Regions from separate parts of the Gossypium hirsutum genome. Here region 1 is linked to region 2. Evidence: chromatin contacts called from public Hi-C data. All regions are on one chromosome and are shown on one strand. The core of a region is the stretch at or near the end of the contact, and the rest is flanking DNA. Distances in the headings are between cores, read along the strand shown.

What was found. Hi-C and Micro-C count contacts between places; a contact is called where the count stands out from the background.
Region 1: a Hi-C map of leaf shows a contact between it and region 2, with 1.8 times the contacts expected there. The contact joins the promoter of LOC107946378 here to the enhancer-like site in region 2. A contact is called at or near these places in 3 of 34 Hi-C or Micro-C datasets (leaf and petal).

Annotation. Positions count from the first base shown.
Region 1 is chrA07:57,633,534-57,637,479 of Gossypium_hirsutum_v2.1, forward strand. It overlaps LOC107946378 (NADH dehydrogenase [ubiquinone] iron-sulfur protein 1, mitochondrial), which reads left to right and starts at 2,426. Exons shown (of 5, transcript XM_016880676.2): 1 at 2,426-2,867; 2 at 3,394-3,640. The coding sequence starts at 2,426.
Region 2 is chrA07:57,326,237-57,329,864 of Gossypium_hirsutum_v2.1, forward strand. LOC107946408 (aarF domain-containing protein kinase 1) reads right to left here. Exons shown (of 16, transcript XM_016880715.2): 13 at 3,545-3,628; 14 at 3,362-3,474; 15 at 3,031-3,102; 16 at 2,569-2,934. The coding sequence ends at 2,810. Among protein-coding and RNA genes, the nearest start is that of LOC107946408, 19 kb to the right of the region's middle. Within about 2 kb of position 2,310, at least 2 of the 9 cell types and tissues checked have an H3K27ac peak or open chromatin away from gene starts, as enhancers often do. A contact at or near this core is called in leaf, where this site is marked.

The DNA of each region.
Region 1 (3,946 bases), core at 1,176-3,675, 310 kb after region 2:
ATCGAAAAAATCTTATTGTGACAAAATTAAAATGTATTTATTATTGGTTGATAAAGTAATGAATTTGTTTTTACATCTCTCCTCCAATAAGCTATTCTTGAAGAAAATGGCAATAGTATTGTGGTTATTACCAATTTGATTGGAACAAAAACTATTCCAAAAGTAGTTAAAGAAGATAATATCATTCACTTTTTCACTTCCCTATAATAATTTACTCATGATTTATAATTTTTGTAATATTTATATATTAATTGTCACTGAAAGCATCTTTTATTTAAAAATTTTAACTATCATTGTTATTTTAAATCTAATTTCATCGATAATTTTGTTGTACATTTAAAATAAAAGTTAAGGAAAAGGTGTAACTAAATCAACCGGTTATAAGTTAATATTAAAATTTCTAACACAATAACAAAAATTTTAAATTTCTAATGGATACCAAAATCTCTAAGCAATACCAATATCTCTAGTAGCGATGCCCATATTTATAACAAATACTGAATTTCTAATGCATTACCGATATTTCTAACAAGACACCAAAACCGATATTTCTAATTTAGTATTTTCTATACTAAAATTTCAAACGAGACATTCTTAATAATTTTGGTATTGATTAAAAAAATTTGGTATCGCATCAACTAAGAACATCCCTAAGCTATTTTAGTATGACCTTAGTAATCTTGGTACAGGCTATTGGGTCGCACAGGCAAGGAAATTTTGATGATAAATTTGAAGGGAAACATGCACGAACAAAAATAGTACATATTGACCCTAACAATAGCATCGCCTTAAATATTTTGGTATTTAATTAGAAATTTTGTATTTTGGTATACAAAATTAAATATAATTTGTTATATATTACTCTATATATATATTGGTATACCATAATATATTGTACTATTGTCTTATATATTTGGGTATATTTAAATAATATTTAAATACGGATTAAATATATTTTATTTTGTTTATTATAAATAATTGTTACATCAAATAAAAAATAAATTTGTTAGTATGCATTAAATCTGGTTCATATATTTTATATAAAAAATTTGATATTATACTAAATTATTTGAAGAAATAACAAAATTTTTATCTGATATTCAAAACTTTTAATGCGGTACCAAGATTCCTAATCAAGTACCAAAATTTTTAATAAAATCTCTTTAAATAATTCGGTGTTAGGTTAAAAATTTTGGTATTTGATTATAAATTTTAATATACCAAAATACCAAAAAATTTATAACAAGATGATGTTAGGGATATCGTATTAGATATTTTGATTAAAACTATTGGCTTCACATTAAAATTAAAAATATTAGCATCTTATCTTATTATATTTTTGCAATAATTTATCTAAAAATATATTTACTTTTGCTTTTATCAAAATAAAGTCTCGCTTTTAGGGATGTCAATTGGGCGACACAGGTGTGGGGGCATCCTCACCAAGAATTTTCATCCCCATCCCTGCTCAGCGACCCACTACGGGTAAAAAACTCAAAACCATCCTCGCTCACCACCCACGTGGGTCCTCAAATTCACCTAATCACTGCTATACCCGCCTCGTGACCCACTTCATATAATATATTTATAAGTATCAATTAAATAAATATAAATCAAAATTTTTATAAAAAATGTATGAAATACTTATCCTTTGAACTCTTACTACATATGTGATATTATTTCAACTGTCACTATTTAAAAAAAAAGTCATCATGACCCTTTAATTGATAAACAAAAAATAACTTCAATATTAATTTAAAAAATTTTAAAAATAAAGTCCTTTTATAATATTTAAATACAAATAATGTCTCAAATATATCACAAATATTTTTAAATATAACACAAGTACAAAAATTAAATACTAATAAATTAATAAAATACTAATAAAATAATTATTAAATTAAATTTTTATAAATATTTTTTTTGAATATACTTATTATATTATTCGAGGTAAGTGAAGATGAGACAAACGGGAATGAGGTGAGTATAATATCAAAACCACGACTCTCGATGAGTCTAATATTTATCTTTATCTCTATTTCAGTACCCGCAAAACCTGTACCAGCCTAGCCTAATTGGGTGTGAAGTGGGATGGGATCGTGAAACCGCACCGACATCCCTACTTTCTTTATATGAAAGCTTACGGTAACGTGAATTGAAAAGATTAGGCTAAAATTTCTTCAAATAGGACATCGAAATGAGCTTGGCCCCTTTGTTCCCCAATTCGAGTACTGAAGCTACGACGGCGTTTTGTAAGCCCCTAAACCAGTCCATGAAGACAAAAACGGGTCAACTTGAAGCCCGACTTCTTGTGGGAATCACACGCCTGTGGATGACACACATTCAACCCGACAGTTCCAATCGAATCTCTCGCCAATCGCCACTCCCTTCTCTCACTTCACAGCTCCAAGAAAGGAAAGGCTAAGGCTATCTTCGGGCTGCCAGAAAACTGGGTTTAGGCTTATTAGCTTCAAGAACCCTAAAATCGTCAAGAATCCTCCATTCCCAATACTCTAGATTCCGACCCATCGTCGCCAAATCCGAGCTCCAATCCCCCGACGCCTCATCGGCAGCAGCAGCAGCACCGCAGCCAGAAACCACTCCTTCTCCACCCAAGAAACCCGTTGGCGGTGCACGGATCCACGTCACGAACCCGGATGATGCCATCGAGGTGTCCGTCGATGGCTTCCCGGTGAAAATCCCCAAGGGCATGACCGTTCTTCAGGCCTGCGAAATTGCTGGTGTTGACATTCCGAGGTTTTGTTATCATAGTCGACTTTCAATCGCTGGGAACTGCCGTATGTGCCTCGTCGAGGTTGAAAAATCCCCCAAGCCCGTCGCCTCTTGTGCCATGCCTGCTCTCCCTGGTTAGCGTTTCAATTTAACAATTATTATATTTTGTATTTTGTTTTCTCAATTTTACTAGTGTGTTTGAATTTAATTAGATGAACGGATTTGAATTTCTTTGCAGATTTTTGACGTGTTTCAGGATACTAGTAATTTGGATTTAGGGTTCTCAAATTATTCTATACTATTTTATTCTCTTTAATCTCTGTTATTGAATGTCTTGCTACTAGTTCCATATAGTCTTCATAAAGATACAGAATTATGATCGATTTGATCTTTATAAATTCAGTCATAAATGTTTGTTTTCATCTTCATTTTTGTTTTACATGTTTTAGTAACCATGCATGGAAATGTGTCTAGATTTGTACTTAAAATTTCTTAATATCTAAGTATTTATGTGATTGTAAACAATAATTCTTGTGATAATTTTCTTTCAAGCTTGTCATCCTGTTGCCTTCTTGGATTTTAAACAATTTAACCTTCGGGGGTTTTACTCCTTTTCTTTTTGGTTTGTGTTGTTTAATTATGCTTGGGACTATAACATAGGAATGAAGATTAAGACGGATACACCTTTGGCAAAGAAGGCACGTGAAGGAGTAATGGAATTTCTGCTGATGAACCATCCACTTGATTGTCCAATCTGTGATCAGGGTGGAGAATGTGATCTCCAGGATCAGTCTATGGCATTTGGATCTGATCGAGGTCGTTTTACTGAAATGAAGAGATCTGTTGTTGACAAAAATCTTGGTCCTTTAGTAAAGACTGTCATGACTCGGTGCATTCAGTGTACAAGGTAAAAAATTAACCCCAAATATTCCCTCCTCTTTTACTTTCTATTTTTAGATTTCAAGCTGGCTGAAATAGAAGATCTGAAATCCAAACTCCGACAGATGCCTGCATCAGCTTTAAGACTTTATTCAGAGTAACCATATGCATTGATCACCTTTAACTTTAGACATTTGTGGTCACTCATAGGAACCGAGCATGTGTATTGTGTTGATTACCAATTCTGAAGAAAAGATGCTTGATTGTCACAAATACTGCTGATATTGCAAATTAATATGCTGAGCACCTTTTGAATCACTTGTCCTACATTTAC
Region 2 (3,628 bases), core at 1,060-3,559:
AAACTCGAATCAAAACAATGGAAAACAACTTGGATTTTTTGTTCAAGGTGTTTCTGATGTGCTAAAATCACAAAAATTAAATTGGAGCCTCTTTATATGATAAATATAAGATCTGGAAATTTTGGGCAAAAAATTCAACCCACAAATGTTTTTTTTAAAATTTTTTTAATCTTTTTTTTACTTTTCTTTATTTTTTCAATTTTTTTGTGGGAAATATTTTTTTTTCAATTTAATAAAGTTCCAAGAAATAGTAAACAAAATTTCAGATCAATTTGAATTCGTTTACCCACTGAAATCAATATTTTTCAAAAAAAAATTCAGGGTAAAGACAATTTTTAGAGGCTGTTCAAGCAAAATCGGCCAAAACATTGTATTTAGCATAATGAAAAAACTCAAAAACACTCAAATTTGATCAATAAGAAATTCAAGTTGTTTTCTTTATTTAGTTATTATGTTGAATATTTATCCTTATTTTTATTTTTTAAAATTTTCTTTGTTTTTCTTATTTTTCTAAATCTGTTTGTCTTTTTTCTTTTCAAGTGCGATCCAAACATTTCTTTCTTGAGTCGAACAACTTGAATACAATCTTCTTAAGCTTTCTCCTGGATCAACTTACTAAGCTCCTATGAAGCTTAACTTGTTTTCAAATGCGTAGATTGCAGAAAGTGTTTGTGCAAAAAAAAGGTTGAGCATGGTTTGTCAAATCACAACTCATCAATAAGGTAAGAATTGAGAACCATGGATTTTGTGTCTTTGAATTAGTGTGGCATGTACCTAGGTATCCGGTAAGTAGGAAAGTGATAGATAGTTAGGGAATTGGCACAAAGTTGAGTTTTGTTTAAATGGAGAGGTTTTGAACCTTTGTGGTACATTAGATGGAGATTGAACATGGATGATGTAAAAGTTGAACGTCGACAATGACAATAAAAAACGATCGCAAAGCAAAAAGAAAAAGATAAGAACACACAGATTTCACGTGGAAACCCTTTCGGGAGAAAAACCATTGGTAGTGGAGAAGAAAATTCACTAATGTTAAATTTGAATGATACAAGAGGAGTTTAGACTACATCTATTTATAAGTTGAAAAACCTTATTATAATCAATGTCAAATAGAAGCAATGTAGTAAGGTTGAAACACCTTATTCTAATCAATATCAAACAGAATAAGTGTACTTTTATACGGATTTCACTTGTACAGCTTGTACCGTATCGTGAGGGCACACCCTCGGTTACGACCCCAGTCTAATTTTATACTTAATGGAGATTTGCGGCAGCTATGGCCCTCGACCTTTGCCCCCACAGATCCCCTTATTTTGCCATTATTTTTTTTAACAAGAAGTTGGGTCATGCAACTCTAATAGATGAATTGCATGATGTTTACAAAGATAATTAGGAGTATTTTAAGGTCAAATAATGATTGAGAATGATTGGGATTAATTGGAGTAAGTTATGACACTTTTTGAGGTATTTTTAAGCTTGATTTTAGCTTCCATACACCCAAATTTTGATACTTAGAGGGCTTGTATTGATAAAGCTCAAACATAATGTAAAAATGAATAGTATCAAGGTCAAGGTACCGATAAATTGGGGCATGCGTCAATACCTCTACCTTGTTTTCTTAATTTATGTTGTTTTTTACATCAAGGGGTCTCTGAATGATCTCTGGTTGCAACCAGTTTACATATTCAGTTTAGAAATTATTGAAGAAGCCTTAAATAGCTTCAAATGAGTCTAAAAGATGAGTAGAACATGAGTGATTTGTTTGGTACGTAAATGTAGCATTTCTTACATGGTAAGGGGGTGTTACAATCGTCGTTAATGGTAGAAGTGGTTGCGAAGGACCAATTCTCAAAAGATTTTGGCATTATCCAATGGTAACTGATTAGTAAACCAAACTGGTGGCATCTTAGAGAAAACACACCGATGAGTTGAAGTTGACATTTTTAGTTGATTAGTTGTTCCAGAACTTAGTCATTAGATAGGATTTGGGCTAAAACTTGCTATCGACTAACTAGGATCGTAAGTGGTTGGTCTGGATCCAAATATATACGTGGTCAAAGCTAAAATTAAGTTAAATTTTAACATAGGTAATAAAGCTTTAAGTTGCCCCTTAATTGCCCAAATCTAGTCTGATCTAGTCTTTTTAGCTAATGCAATGTTTCTTATTCGCTAGGAATGTTGGCAAGTCACACTATGCATAGCTTTTGAGTCGGATAAAAGCTAGAGGTGATTCCTCTACGTGCCACGTGACATTGTTCTTGCTAGCATAGCATTTATGTTTTGTACTTTATAAAGCCTAAGCTCATGTGATCTTTGTACCAGTTGGAACTTGAGCTCTTTTGGGCCTTGTTACAGGCCTTAGCCCATTTGGCCTGGATATAACAATAATGAATAATAAAAATTTTCAGTGATTAAAAATATTTCCAAATGAATGCTTTTATATATAAATCTCTCTCTCTCTCTATATATATATAAACTAGTTTTTAAATTCTTATCTAAGTTTGTTTTTCCTTTTTCTGACGTAAAAGATTGTAGTAAAAATTTGCAAATGCTTGAACTCAAAATCCATACCCAGTAAATGGTACTTCTTAAAATAATTTCATCACCAAGTTAAGCTTTGAGTAATATTCTGGTTCTTACAATTCTTCAGATTCAGAGTAATTTTATAGTTCTACAACAAAAGCCAATATCAAACTACAATACAGTGCTCCTTGAGCCCTAGGAAGCTTTATCTACATATGGCTTCTGCTCAAAATTTACTTGGTGTAAATAACGAAGTACATAAGACAAAAAAGAAAGGAAAAAGAATCTACATTTTGAAGTAGATGTTGAAGAACATTGTCGACATACCTTTTCCAGCAGCACTCATCTTTCCATAAAACTTATTCAGACATCGCTTCAGCTTCTCCATCCACAAAACCAGATTCGTTACCCCTGAAAATGTTAAAATGTTCCAATCATTCAGGTACCTTTTTTTTTTATTACCTGACATACCTACATATCAGAACTTATGAGAAGAAAAAACCTTACCTATAGTAAGCCTTAGAAGAATGTATTCTATATTTCCTATCAATCTGGTATATAGGGCCAATGATGTCAAATCTGAACACACGAGGATAAAGTAATTGTATTCCTTAAATTGTAAATTAAAACAAAATATGCGACCACAAAATCAGTTCCTTCCAAGAATACCGACGTTAACTGCTCATGAATATAAAAATCTCTTTCTTACTATACACTCGTAAATGTACAAACACAACAACAGATGCATCCATTAAAAGCTCTCCCTGGCTTGGCCAGATAACAACTGATTTAGAATAAAATTAAAGGAAAAAAAAAAGGGTTTAGAAGAACTGTTTACCAGAGCATGGATTCGACTTCAGAGAGAGACCAAGTGAGGCATATTTTCCATAGGTTAGCAACCTCACCCATTTTGAAGCACCAAGCTTGCTTACTGTAGATCTCAGTAATTCACTAAAACAGAAAAGACCAAAATGAGATTAGGAGCTATTGAACTCCAAATAGGCTACTGAATTTATCTTACTCTGTCCGCAATATTATGAGAAAGTTGGAAGGAAGAGATTCCATAAACGAAGATATGTCCTCCATCTCTAGAGCCTTCAAATGT